4 separate regions of the Sus scrofa genome follow, and regions 1, 2 and 4 are each linked to region 3. A link is a contact called in public Hi-C and promoter capture Hi-C data. All regions are on one chromosome and are shown on one strand. Each heading gives the region's core, a stretch centred on a gene start, on an enhancer-like site or on the middle of the called end of the contact. The rest is flanking DNA. Distances are from core to core; before and after follow the strand shown.

Region 1 (3,591 bases), core at 950-3,449, 790 kb before region 3:
CACCCTAATAAATCTAAGGTCAGCACTATTTCTGATTTTTTTTTAATGAAGAAAATGAGACAGAGAAGATTCGGAAAAAAAAAAAAAAAACCCTAGCTGAAGGCTGAAGGTCCCTTATCTATGAAGAGGTAAAACCGGTATTCAAAACCAGAGCTCATATTCTTAACTAGCATCTACATATAACTTAAACTATCTAAACGTCAGTCCCCTCACCCTAATCAACATATGTAAAAAGATGAGAAAAAAAGAACTATAGATTGATAAAATGGCAAATAATCAAAAACTTGTTTACAGGCTGATAAAATATTGCATGTTATTTGAACAGAAGCTGAATATTCCTCTAGTGATAAACTGCTTTAATATTCTTCCGAGACTTTCTTCCCAGAGCTCTTTTACCTATTTCCTAAGCATTTACAAAGTGCTTACCTTACTAAAAATAAGCTGTGGACTTAAAAATTAGAAAAGTAGGTCTGGAAAAAACACCAGTCTATGAGAAAGTGATCATCTTAAGGCTATCAAGATGTTTACTAAACTACTGAAAAGGGGTGGAAATTTCAAAACACCTAAATATCCACCAACACATTCCTAGACCAGAATTCTAGGGAGCCATGAAAAATGTTCCAGACTACTGAGACTGTGATAAAAGACAAACTGGTTCACAATATATAGGCCAAAAAAAAAAAAAAAGATGATCACATTTCACAAAACACGATATTCGGTACACTTGAAAAACATAAAGATCAATAATACGTGTTCTTTAAATTTTCTCTCCTTTACTACAACAAAACTAATACAAAACTGACTTTTAAAAGGTATAGAAACAGGACAGGACAATTAGCCACCATAACTACTTATTGCATCCAACTATTAAAAAATCGTATCACCTTAGTTCAAATCGTTTATCATCCTAAAAATAACCACATTAATAAAATATTTAAAAGCAATTAAATGAGCGGATATATGTCCCACTTAAACAACAATATATCCCGCAAAAAAAAAAAAAAAATATTCTAGCACTACAACGTATCAGTGCCCCAATAACCCTGTTAACTGAGCGCTATTTACAATTTCGTCTTCGACTGATTCTAAAATCCACTTACGTCTGGCTCTTGCTCTTAACTTTAAAATCAACTATAAATACATATGAACTCGGAACAAATATGTATGTTACACAAAGCATAAATACAACCACTGAATAACAGAACCCAGGCGATTTTCCTGTGTAAACAACTCTTTCTTCAGAAATCTTGTTCAAATTTTGTAGAACCAAGGGTAAACTACGTAGCAATGACAAAAGGAGCTTGTTGGTCAAATAGGTCAACTAGGGCAGGGGTAGCAAAAAAATTTAGACCTACTCACAAAGTCCACTTTGCGCTTGCTAAATTAAAAAATTACTAGTAATTCAAAATCCTCTTTCTTCGTCACCCCGAACCCTCTGTCAAAGTAACTAACATTAATTTGAGCTATTTTAATTCAAATTTCTAACCTATTAGAATATTAGAATGATGCCTGGTGGAAACCACAGGACTCTAGGACACAAATAATCTAATTAAAGGATCCCGACCCCCAAATGGTCTGAAGCTTGCAAAAATAAAGCGGATTTAAGATTACCCAAGAAACGGCCGTTAGAGACCCTTTCCGGTCAAAGACACCGGCCGGCGAAATCCGCGGAGGCGGAGAGGGGGAGGGGAGGCGCGGCGGCGGCGGAGGAGGAGCTGAGGAAGGAACTAGGCCCGTCCCTGGTGGACAACTAGGCCTGCACTAGCTAAACAGTAGGAAATGACCAAACGGGAGAGAAGAGTGAGCATCTTAACTCGGTTCTAGGAGAAGGAGCCTGGGATTACCTCGCAAAGGCCCAAGTTACTCGCTGGGAAGGGAGGGAGCGGATGGGGGGGGGGGCGGAAAATGGATCCCAGGCCCAGGCGGGGCTGTAGCGGGGCCTGAGACGAGCAACGACAGCGTCTCCGAAGAAAGGTGCCATGGAAGGCTACGTGGGGCCCCATAGGTCCCTTGGGAGCAAAAGAGTCTGGGAAGCGTTTACCTTGAAAGTTCCTGTTGAATTTCCCGGAATTTACTGACCACGAAAGACCTAAAAATCTGCTCGATGTTGGTCGCCATGGCGTCCGCTCCGTTCTCTCAACTCCTCCTCGCTAGTCCTCCAGGCTCCCAGCATGCCTCGGGAGGAGGCGCAGCGGCCAATTCCGTCTCTCGGCGTCCTGATTGGTTTCTGCGGGAGCGCCCGGACTGGCACGCTCCGCCCCTAAACCAATCAGTGGCCACGGCCACTCTCTCCTCTGCTGTTTCTGAGCGTCTGGGGTAGAGCTGCTGACGTTTGCGCCGCGCACGGCTATGTCCGCCATGTTAGTGACTGACGCAGGCGCCATTACAGGAGAAGTCTCTGTGGAGGCGACTCTGTCAGCTAAAGTTCTCAGGGTCCAATAGTGTTTGGGGGCTTAAGAGGCTTATTTTAGTCACTAAACGCCCAGTGTTAAATTCCCTAAGGAAAGAGTGCAAGGGGGGCAATATGGTGTTTTGACCGGGGCTTCCAACATTCCTGGATGGCACCGAGTTTCGGCAAGACGAGCCATTCCGGGAGACCATTAATCAGCGTCTGCCTCCATATGAAGAACACGTTTTTACCCCCATCTCTCTTCTGTGGTATCCTATAATGGGCCTCATCTTTTTAAATTTTAGCATTAGGGCAGAGGTCGTGAGCGACCTGCATTCAAACCCGGGCTCGTCAGGAGCCAGGCGTGTCACGAGACTTTTCCAAGGTAGCTGACTCGTGAGCAACACACAATTAACTGAGCATGGCTTTAGCATCACGGCGCCCCCCTCCTCAGAGCTCAGGAGGCACTGGGCGGAACAGAGACGATACGTGGCACCCGACACTACAGGGTTACCCTGTAAACGTGCTGGGGCTTGGTAGCCCGGCTCTGGAGCGGGATCAGGCCGCGCCCGAGAGCGGGAGGGGACCACTCTCGATTACCTCGAGGCAGGGACCACTGGCCGCGCGGGCCAATGGGGAAGCGAAGCCCGCCGGGGGCGGGGCGGGGGCGTGACCGCCGGATCCCCCTCGGCCGACTTCCGGCGCGCGGCGAGCCCCTGGTGCCATCCCCGAGGACGGCTGGGTGTCTGCGGGTAAGTTTCGCCACTTTTTGGTAATGTACACTTTTGCTTTGGTTGGGGAATTTAGTATTAGGAACGGTATGAAACTGTAGGAACTGGTTTGGTTCTCGGAATTTTCATCTAGGTTTTAAATGCTGTGAGTGAAGGTTGACCATGTGCCATTCACTTTCAGCTGAGGTTTACATTGGATCTGTCACTTTCCCTGCTTTCTAAGATGTCAGGGCCTTTTTTTTGTCTTTGTGCGTTTTTTTAGGTCAGGCACTTAAATTGCATATTTTCTCGTCGTGCACCCTTTTTGTCTTTAGCAGATTATTTAATCCAATTTTGTAGTTGATTTTTACTTTATTTTATTCACCAGGTACTTGGAAGTGGCTTTTCCTGGCTCTCTGATTCTCGTTATGGTACCCATTTAGATAACTGAGGCCCAGGAAGGTATCCCAGCTAATTCGTTTTTAACTCAAA
Region 2 (3,627 bases), core at 972-3,471, 720 kb before region 3:
AAAGCAGAAATGATATAATGCAAACTTTGGGAAAAGTTCTCTCCCTCCTTTTTTTTTTTTTTTTTTTTTTTTTTTTTTGCTTTTCAGGTCTGCACCCAGGGCATATAGAGGTTCCTAGGATAGGGGTCAAATCAGAGCTGTAGCTGCAGGCCTACACCATAGCCACAGCAACACGGGATCTGAGCTGCCTCTATGACCTATACCACAGCTTACATCAACGATGGATCCTTAACCCACTGATTGAGATGCCAGGGATTTAATCTGCATCCTCAAGGATACTAGTTGGATTCGTTTCCACTGTGTCACAACAGGAACTCCCGGGAAAAGTTCTTAGAGAGGGTATTCCCTTTGTCCTCTCATCTGCTGGTTGGAATGCAGGCATAATGGCTAGAGCTCCAGCAGCTCCCTTGGACCAGGAGGTAACACTGGGTACAGAGGCTATCTTCCAAATGCATAAATAAATACATGTGTGACTCTCTTAGCTGCAACAAGGAGGCTGGATCTGTCCCTGCGAAGTGACACTGGACAGCTCCAGACTAACTTTGGACTTATACACATGAGGGAGATACCAGTGGCTTTCTGTTTAAGCCACTGTTATTTTGTAGTTGTTTCCCCCTGCTTCTTGCAGCCAACCTCATTCTAATATAACACTCAAAAAAGAAGTAATATTTTATTTATTTATTTATATTTTTCTTTTTACAGTTGCACCTGCAGCATATGGAAGTTCCAGGGCTAGGGGTCAAATTGGAGCTGCAGCTGTGGCATGGCTGGATCCCTAACCCACCACGCGAGGCCAGGGATTGAACCCACATCCTCACAGACACTATGTTGGGTTCTTAACCTGCTGAGCCACAATGGGAACTGCCCCCAAAAAGTAAGATTTTAAAAAGTCAACTTTTATAGATCAGTAATCTAACTAGTTTTAAGGTTGCAAATGTTTCAAAAGTAATTTATTTAACAAATAATTACTGAGCATCTAGATCCTAGCATATGTGTCAGGATGATGGGTAATATAACTACAAATGTATTATTTGCCAAATGACAGAATATAAAAGATAGAAAAATAACATCCATGAAAATGAGAACTGAGAGATAGTGGAAAAATAAAAAGCAGAGGTTGTTTCTCTTACATGTATAAGATTTATAGGAGTAACAGGAATATAAGAGAGTGGCATTTTGTGACAACTTGGAACACAAAACCTTTTATTTCATTATATTTCAGGGGAAAACATTTTTAGAATCCCATTGAAAATACCTGGACTTTTACACAATGTCTTTTCCCCAAATAACTAATTACACTTTATATTCTGTAGGAAATTCAGACCAGGCTTTCAAAGGCTATTGAAGTTACACTGAAAATTCAAGATGTATCCTCTTTAAAGGAGACAGTAGGAAGATACTGGACCACGAGAAAGCAAAAATCTGGTAGATAGCCAGGAAAACATAAGAACAGAATTAAGACTAGTTAGTTGTAGGGAATTCCCCGTTGTGGCTCAGCGGGTTAAGAATCCAACTAGTGTCCATGAGGACGCGGGTTTGATCCGCTCAGCGTGTTAAGGATCTGGCTTGGCTGCAAGCTGTGGGTAGGTCACAGATGCAGCTCGGATCTCGTGTTGCTGTGGCTGGGGACCAGGAACATCCATAAGCCATGGGTGCGGCCCTAGTAAGAAAATAGAAAAACCAAAAAAAAAAAAAAAAAAAAAAAAAAAGCAAAAAATAAAAGGCGTAGTTGTACTGTACCGGTAACTTCGGGTTGCTGTACTAGTTGGTAGCCTTGGACCAGAAATCTCACCTTTCTAGGCCTCCATTTCTGAGCGTTAGGGATTGGAAAAGGTCACTTCTAGAGACCCCCCGTTTCTGAGAACCTCCTGGAGTACACGCCCTACCCTGGGCTGCTCTCGGTCAAAGCCGCTTAACCCAGGGGCAAAGACAACCTCCGCTCTCTAGGTCTTGGGCTCCTCCCACACGTGTGATTTCACCGATGCTGCACTTGAAGTCCTTGAGCGGAAACGCAGCACTGATGCCGCCCAGAAAACAACAGAGGGGTCAGGTCAGCGCTGCCGCGAATCACAAGGCGCAGAGTCCAGCCAGCAGCTCCCAGGGGGCCGCAGAACGACCGCCCTCACCCCGCCCCTTGGCTGCCTCGCCCCGCCCCTAGATCCTTGCCCCGCCTCCGGCCGGCCACTTGCTGCACGCCGATTGGTTGCTTCCCTGCGCACGGCGCCGCGCCCCGCCCCACCGGCGCCCTCGCCTCACGCCCGCCGCCCGCTCCCGGCTCCCGGGGGCTGAAGTGGAGCGGAGGACGCGGGCTAGACAGCTGCACGGCAGCTTCCTCCTCTGCGCGCGCGCCTCGCGTTGGCGTGGGCGTGGGGGAAGCCGGGTGAGTGCGGGCAGTCAGTTTCGGGGCGTGCTGGGGGCTAGCGCCCACCGCCTGCTCTTGGAGAGGCGTCCTCAGCCGGCCCGGCCTGCGAGGGACGACAGCGCCCGGCCTTTCCCGTGCGCGGTGCGCGGCGTCGCGGGGCGGAGCGGGTTCGCGGAGCATACGGGCGGCCTGCGGGGCGGGGGCCTCCGCCGCTCCCTGCTCACCAGCCCATGTCTTCTTGGGCGCCCGGGGAGCGCGTTCGGCCGGGGCAGGCAGCTACGCCGCGTTATCTCGCCGTCGACTTGCTTCCCTGGAGGATCTGCACAGGTTTCCATCCCGAACCTGTCAGCTTCACCGCGGTGCCCGGCGCAGGGGAGAGACGTGCGGCCCGCACTCGGCGTCTGGGGGCCTTTCGAGGACTTGCTCACCCCTCCCGTTTGGTCTCAGCCTCTGCTGGCGATGTTGTTAAGTGTTTGGTGGACTTTTCCGACTCGCTCCTTAGGAGAGTAGGGACAGAGGTGGAAAGAGGGAATAGAGGAGGGTCAACATTCTTTCCAGGATTAATCATAAAGTGTTGAGTGTCCTTTTAGATGAGGAGCGTAGCCCAGGTAGCAATGGTAGTTGTGCTGGGGAAGACGCTTGGTTTTTAACCAATAAATTGGCTTCCGAGTTCATCACTGGAAGGTGCTTAATCGGAAAGGTAAATATATAACCTTTTAAAGCCAAAGCAGTAATGAGATTGTCCTCGCTCGCTCCCTGCTGCTAGCGCTGTGCATGCGTGTGTGTGTGTGTGTGTGTGTGTGTGTGTGTGTTGGGGAGAGTCAAGCTCCGATTGGAGTGAATGTGTAACCAGCGTTATACCTCTCAAAGACATTAATTTCTCTTTTCGGAGTGTCCCACCTCTTCGCGCCAACTCTTCACCGACTTGCACTTTATATAAATCCCCTTTCTTAACATTTCCCAAGCCTCCTACTCCCAGGCTTGTCACGCTTCTTTTACATCATCTTCGGTCAGGGTCAGTTGTCTTCTCTTCTGTCATACTGTTCAGACGTAGAACAGACGTTAGGCATTTTTTACCGGTAATAGTGTGGCAGGCCTCCTCGTTCTTAAAATGAAAACAAGACGTTCTCTTGAATAATGATGCGGCAGGAAAAAGCTGGTGTAATGAGAGCCGGGGAAGGATGTCGTGTTTCTCTTCCGGAGACACGCCCTCCCCACCCCCCATCCTTCTCTGCCCGCTAGGATCACAGCAGCCTTAACTGGCT
Region 3 (3,253 bases), core at 680-3,179:
ACAGTGGAAGAGCTTTTTGAAGTTTTAGGCCAAGATATGCACATTTCTGCTCTGGACCTCATCTTTGTTACCCCTGTCCTCATCATGTTACTACAAATCTGTCTCTTGGCTCTGAAGGTGGTGTCTAGAGGCTGACCAGGCACAATTTAAATCTTTTGTAATGGAAACGGGAGTTCGGTTTCACCAATGGAACACGCCATTCGAATCAGAACTTAAATCAATGCTGAACAGCCAGAATATTAGAACTTGGAGTAATATGAGGAGAATGAAAGCCAGATGTTATTAACTTTGCCTATTAACTGGGAGAAAATGTTACAGAGGCTACTCTAGGCCTAGACCATTCTTCCAGTTTCCAAAAGTGAGTCATGGGTGGGCAGATCTCAAACCCAATCAGGGAAAACCAGAGAAAAGAGGCAGGTGAGTATGACACAGAAAGTCTTGAGTTTGGGATCTTTTGCTTCAAACTTGGAACTTAAATCTCAAGTGACATTTTGACAGGATGATGTAGGTGAATAGGCACTCGGGTAGGAATACAAATTGGCACAGCTGTTAAAAACAGCAACTTAGAATTAGCAAAATTACAACTGCATACCTTGAGATCTAGTTCATGCTACTAGTGATCATTTTTTGAAGCTTTTCGTTGTGGCATTGATAATTATAGCAAGACTGGAAATAAATTTCATGCCTTTCCCCCACCCCTCTCACGCCTACAGCATGTGGAAGTTCCCAGGCCAGGGATGGAACCCCAGCCACAGCAGTGACCATGCTGGATCCTTAACTGCTAGGCCACCAGGGAACTCCTTTAATACCAATTTTTTTATGCAACTGGCTAAATAAATTATGGTACTTTCAAACAATGGATCACTATGCAGCTGGGTAAAAGAAGAGACACCATTTTACATACAAATATAACTGATCTTCAATTAGACTAAAATGCACTGTTTGCACACTGTGGGAAAAAGGTAATTCACAAAAATATACATCTTTGCTTCTACATTCATAGGCTGTCTCTGCAGGATCGTGAGAAACTTTTAACATTGCCTGCAACCTTCAGGGCTTCTAGGGATGGATGGTTTGTTTGTTTGTTTCACTATATGAATGTCCTTTGTTACCTTTTAAATTTTGAGACATGACAACAAATTCGCACTTACACACATGAGTGAAGGAAAAGGCCCTGTGTTTGCTAATACAATGAGTAAGCTTGCGAGTTCAACTTCAAACACCCGGATCCACCGTTGCCAGTTAAGTTTGTTAACCTCTGTGGCACAAGGCTGAAATGTGTCACAACCATCCCCAGTCCTCAAGTCGATTTTTCCTTCCGTTTCTGAAATCAGCCATGTGTCAGAACTCCTAGCAAACCTGGCATTCTTTGGAAAACACCAAAACACTTTTGCTTTCGTTGTATTAGAGGGAGGGGGGCTAAAAACATCAGGCCAGGTAATATCTGATCATAAATGAAATTCACTGTTTTTGAAAGTTCTCTGTAGCCATTAAGCTGCAGAAATACTAAGTGTTACTCAACAGAGTTAGTAATAATTACCATACAACACCTCAGTTCAGCACACCCTCTGGGCTCCACGCACCCTCACCAAAGGCTTCACCTTCGGGCTCCTCCTCCCGCTCCTCCTCTCGCTCCGCCTCCCGCCCCCTCCCCCTTGTATTTGCCTCTCTCAGCGCTTGGCGGGAGTTTCCTCGCGTGACTAGTCTGCGTAAGTGCGGAAGACGCACTGCAGCACCTTGGGCTGAGGGACGCCGGGTTTACTCTTTCTTTTCGTCTCTATGATCCTCTTTGTGACCCGTCGGAGAGCACTAGAGTCCCAGAGTTGCCTGCCAATAGTCCTCCAGGCCGACAGAGGGCAGTGCAAAAAGCTGACGTTCTCGCGAGAGGGGCGGTGTTCTCTCCACGTAGTGAGAGCGGAGCGCATGCGGGTTCGGTGGTGCGCGGTAGCTGGGGCAAAGACTGGACCTGGCTGGAGCTCGGGAGAGCGCGCGTGCGCGCTGTCGCGAGCTCGGCGCTGCCGGGGCTGCCGTGTAGGAGTGGGCATACGACCGCGGTGCGGGCCGCAGGCATGTTCCGAAAGGCCCGGCGAGTGAACGTGCGCAAGCGGAATGACTCGGAGGAGGAGGAGCGAGAGCGTGATGAAGAGCAGGAGCCTCCACCGTTGCTGCCGCCGCCGGGCACCGGCGAAGAGCCGGGCCCCGGCGACAGGGCCCCCGGGGGGGAGTCACTGCTGGGCCCGGGGCTGCCGCCGCCACCCTCCGCGCTGGCTCCTGGCCCCGGAACCGAGGCCGGGGGTTGCTTCCCGGGCGGCGCGGAGCCCGGCAACGGGCTGAAGCCGCGCAAGAGGCCGCGCGAGAACAAAGAGGTGCCCCGGGCCAGCCTGCTCAGCTTCCAGGACGAGGACGAAGGTAACTGCCGCGCTTCAGCGCCCCCAGACCCCGACATCCGTTTCCCCGGCCCCGACCGCGGGTCTCCGCATTCCCCTGACGCTCAGCCTCAGCCCCCGAGAAAGGAGCCCTTTCCCGCCGGATCTGCTGTACGTTTTCCCCGCCTCCGGCCTTCTGCTTTGGCAGGGGATGCGTTCCTGCGCCGCCACCAACCTTTTCTTAACTACCGCCTCCTTTTCGTCGTCTCGAACATTTTCTACTCCGAGGGGCCGGATCTCAGATTAGTCATTTAGAGTTTTTCAAGAAAAAATTCCGTGTTCCCTACTCTGCCTCTTCCTGGCAGGTGTGTTTTAGGGAGAACTCGAGTCGTATCCCCTGACTGCTCTTGGCACGTTCTCTGAGCCCTCTGCAGGTCAGTGTACCCAGTGGTATATGCACTGTACCCAGTAGTGACCCAGGTCACTGTACCCAGTAGGTAGGTCTCTTGGTCTCCTGGTCCTTGTCAGGCATCCTTGCTCAGGAAGGCAGGGTGTGTAAAGAGGAGTACTAGATTTGGGAACAGAAGCTCTGGTTGAAGAACTGGTTCTGAGTGACCTTGAACTAGTCCCTGGCGATCGCCGAGCCTCAGTTTACCCATGAAAGTGAATGGGGCTACAAACGTGCAGGCTTCCTCAAATTGACGCTTGGACAATGAAGCGAGGCGGTGTGAGGGGCCAGGCTGCAGTGGATTTAGATTTCTGATCCTAAATGAGCCGTAAGTCATTTCACTTGCCAAATTGTTGAGTGTGTAATATAACCCAATTAAGTGTATGTTGTAAAAAACGAAATCAAGACTTGTAAATCTCACATCTCGATGCAGGAACGC
Region 4 (3,397 bases), core at 545-3,044, 550 kb before region 3:
TAGGGCCGCACTTGCACATATGGAGGTTCCCAGGCCAAGGGTCGAATCAGAGCTGTAGCTGCCAGCCTACGTCACAGCTCACGACCATGCCAGATCTCCAAGCCCCTGAGCAAGGTCAGGGATCGAACCTGTGTCCTCCTCCTGGGTGCTAGTCTGACTCGTTTCCGCTGAGCCATGACAGGAACTCTGGGAAATTCTTTTTAATACAAAGGCAAACGTGAGTTCCATGCAAAATCTTCATGAACAAAAGACTCTGAAGAAATTACCAGGGGTTATACCAAGACCCTAGTACCCATATACTATACTATATGCTGTATTTGTGGAAGAGTTTATGAAAGAGAATAAAGGAAACCTTATTTATTTATTTATTTACTGTTATTTGAGGGCCACACCTGCGGCATATGGAAGTTCCCAGGCTAGGGGTCAAACTGGTGCTGCAGCTGCTGGCCTATACCAGAGCCACAGCAATGCCAGATCCGAGCCACATCTGCAACCCACACCACAGCTCATGGCAATGCCGGATCCTTAACCCACTGGACAAGGCTAGGGATCACACCCGCATCCTCTTGGATACTAGCTGCGTTCACAACTGCTGAGCCACAAGGGAACTCCAGGTAACCTCATTTAAAATGAAGTCAGAAGGCCAGAACCTGGGAGTCTTCAGGCACTTGCCCTCACCATCAACTACAGCAGCCAGCCATAACGTCAATCAATGTCAATTACATCCCTCGGCAGGAGGAACTGTCCTCTCCCTAACAAGCCCGGCCAACGGGAAACGCCAAACTCTCCTCAACCCTTGCTTTCATCCAATGAACTTTGCTCAAAACAACCCCACTGGACTTCCTCCTTTTTCTCTGTAAAGTAACATTCTTCTTTTTTTTGGTTGTTGGAATTGCGTATGATTTTTGCTATAGCTTGCTTGTCCCAAACTGCCATTCCTCTGCTTATTCTGGAAGAAACTCATTGTGATGGTAAAATAACTGCCCGTTTTATTTTTTAGGACAAGATCGGATACCATGTACCCCAGAAAATCAGGGTCTGGTTTTCTAAGCAGTTAAGTATTTTCAAGTCCTCCAGGTGGCCTCACCAACCCCTGGACTCCTGCTCTCGTTTGCCAGGCCCTGTTTGTGTGTGGGTCCTCCTCCTCCTACAAAGTCAACCTTATCACAGCTGCATTCCCCCACCCAACCCAGCTAAGCCAAGAAAGACAGCAAACGAGCCTGGTGACTCCCAGCCTTTGCATTTTGGCTGTGTACTTTTTCTTTTATTATTACTTTTTTATTAGACTGTACGAACCCTGAGGGCAGAGAAATCCTCCCACGTAGGACCAATTAACTATTTACTAAGTGGAGGAAACGCGTTTCAAGATCGGCAGCATAGCTCATGGCTAAAGCCTTTATTATTATTTAACGGTCCAGTCGAGCTACCGGATTTTTCGGAAAGAAAGAGACTTCACCCCAAGGATCAGGCACACCCAACCCTGCGGGGGTGGGAATCCAAGGAGCAGGCACAGGGCAGAAGTGATGGCAAGGAGGACGCCCCCAAAGGAGCGGTGTGGAAAGATCTCTGACGTCACTTCTTTGTCGAAATGTGAGCCCTGAAACTAGAGGCCTCCCAGAGGGGATGTCTGTCTCTCCCACCCACTTCCCCTGGCCGAGGTCTCCCATGCCGCCGCCATCCAGCCTCGCGCCCTGCCCCCCACCTGCGCCGGGACCCCTAATTCTCACCTGCGGGCAACACCCACGGAGCCCCAGCGACCAGCATCAGGGTCGTCGCACCCAGAAACCCGAGCATCGTCCGCGGGCGGCCGCCGGCCCTTCCAATCACGTCTTCGGCCACATCAGGAAGCGCGGCGCAAGGGAAACTTGGGTGCACAGGCCACCCCCGGACCTGGGACCCGTGCGGCCCTGTCCCCTCGCGCCGCTCGCGCCCCGCCCCTCCACAGTCGCCCCGCCCCACGCTCATCACCCCCCGCCATCGACTCCCGCGCACGCGCCGTGCCTTCTGCGCGTGCCACCGTCCGCGCACGCGCGTGGGACGGCAGGGGCCGCCCAGACTCCACCGCCTGCCCCCCGCCCCCTTTCCGGAAAGTGACAGCTCACTTGCTGTCCACCCTCGCTTTCCGGGAAGACTGCGCGTAACTCGAGGGCTTGACCCTGGCAGGAACGCGGAGATTCGCCAGTGCGCCTGCGCAAATTTCGAGGCGGGTGTTTCCTCCCAACCCCCTCGCTAATTGCAGCCGGCGGGCAACCTCTGCGCTCTCTGCTCGCACCCTACTGTGCCCGGTCTCGGACTCCGGAGTCTGGCAAAGCGGTGTTGGGGCGGATTTGGTCCTAAGGGAGGAAGCAGTGGGGAGAGTTTCCGAGCGGGCCAGGCCATTTCCTTTGTTCTGAGCGCTGTGAGCAAAGTGCAGGCGCCTCCGAGTGAAGCCGAGACGCGTTGATCTTGGCCTGGGGCGCAAGGGCCTCTTTGAGAAGATGGTGACGGCTTCTGGGCTTTGGGGGTGGTGTCCAGAACAACGCTCTCCAAGCTCTTTTGATCTTCTGCCCTTATCAGTAAAAGGTTTGAGTCCATCATTCAAACGGTTATTTAAGCACCTTAATAATCAATTATGTATCTTATAAAAATTCGCAAAAAGGGAGTTCCCGGCCTGGCGCAGCAAAAACGAATCCGACTAGGAACCATGAGGTTGCGGGTTTAATCCTTGGCCTCGCTCAGGGGGTTAAGGGTCTGACATTGCCGTGAGCTGTGGTGTAGGTCACAGACACTGCTTGGATCTGGCGTTGCTGTGGCTGTGGCTAGGCCGGCAGCTGCGGCTCCCATTCGACCCCCAGCTTGGGAACCTCCATAAGCCGTGGGTGGGGCCCTAAAAATAAAAAGCAAATATAAATAAATAAACTGTTTAAAAAATTAAAAATACTCAAAAGGGAAAATATAAAGGGTGAAAGATGAAATAAGCAAATGCTTAGCTGTTAATTACAACTAAACAATTTAATTATAAATTGTAAGGTTAAATGAGTATTTGTAGAGAACTATGGGCTTGAATATTGCCTTATAAAAACTTTGAGGTATAATTTACATACTGTGAAATTCATCCATTTTAAGTGAACAATGACTTTAGTAAATTTATCCAGTTTTGGGGCCTCATTTTTAAAAACATTGGATTATTATTTTGTGACTCATCAATTTTCAGGTTTGATTCTCAGTTTGTTAGTGTTTTGCTTTAATAACAGCATAGATGGAAAAATACCCCCGGAGAATCTGGGGATCTAAAGGGAAGAAGGAAGTTCCTGGTTGCACTTATTAATCATACTCATTTAAAGCCTTTACCACGACTCTTTTTTAAATTTTTTGTTGAAGTACAGTTGATTTACAATGTTGTGATAATGAATGTCTG

The links. Promoter capture Hi-C pulls out the DNA fragments that hold promoters and counts their contacts. A called contact is a pair of places that touch in the nucleus more often than the background predicts.
Region 1: a Hi-C map of liver shows a contact between it and region 3, with 3 times the contacts expected there. The contact joins the promoter of SON here to the promoter of PAXBP1 in region 3. A contact is called at or near these places in 2 of 5 promoter capture datasets (fetal liver and liver) and 2 of 47 Hi-C or Micro-C datasets (heart right ventricle and liver).
Region 2: a Hi-C map of liver shows a contact between it and region 3, with 7 times the contacts expected there. The contact joins the promoter of TMEM50B here to the promoter of PAXBP1 in region 3. A contact is called at or near these places in 1 of 5 promoter capture datasets (fetal liver) and 2 of 47 Hi-C or Micro-C datasets (liver and skeletal muscle).
Region 4: a promoter capture Hi-C map of liver shows a contact between it and region 3, with 4 times the contacts expected there. The contact joins the promoter of IFNAR1 here to the promoter of PAXBP1 in region 3. A contact is called at or near these places in 2 of 5 promoter capture datasets (fetal liver and liver), 1 of 47 Hi-C or Micro-C datasets (mesenteric adipose tissue) and 1 of 2 datasets of contacts at active chromatin or transcription factors (alveolar macrophages).

What each region holds. Positions count from the first base shown.
Region 1 is chr13:197,160,683-197,164,273 of Sscrofa11.1, reverse strand. SON (protein SON) reads right to left here and starts at 2,199. Exons shown (of 12, transcript XM_005657147.3): 1 at 2,042-2,199. The coding sequence starts at 2,118.
Region 2 is chr13:197,091,902-197,095,528 of Sscrofa11.1, reverse strand. TMEM50B (transmembrane protein 50B) reads left to right here and starts at 2,221. Exons shown (of 7, transcript XM_021070935.1): 1 at 2,221-2,380.
Region 3 is chr13:196,369,934-196,373,186 of Sscrofa11.1, reverse strand. PAXBP1 (PAX3- and PAX7-binding protein 1) reads left to right here and starts at 1,929. Exons shown (of 18, transcript XM_003132753.5): 1 at 1,929-2,409. The coding sequence starts at 2,070. LOC106505849 (a long non-coding RNA gene) reads right to left here and starts at 1,792. Exons shown (of 4, transcript XR_001300667.2): 1 at 1,541-1,792.
Region 4 is chr13:196,924,275-196,927,671 of Sscrofa11.1, reverse strand. It overlaps IFNAR1 (interferon (alpha, beta and omega) receptor 1), which reads right to left and starts at 1,794. Exons shown (of 11, transcript NM_213772.1): 1 at 1,728-1,794. The coding sequence starts at 1,794.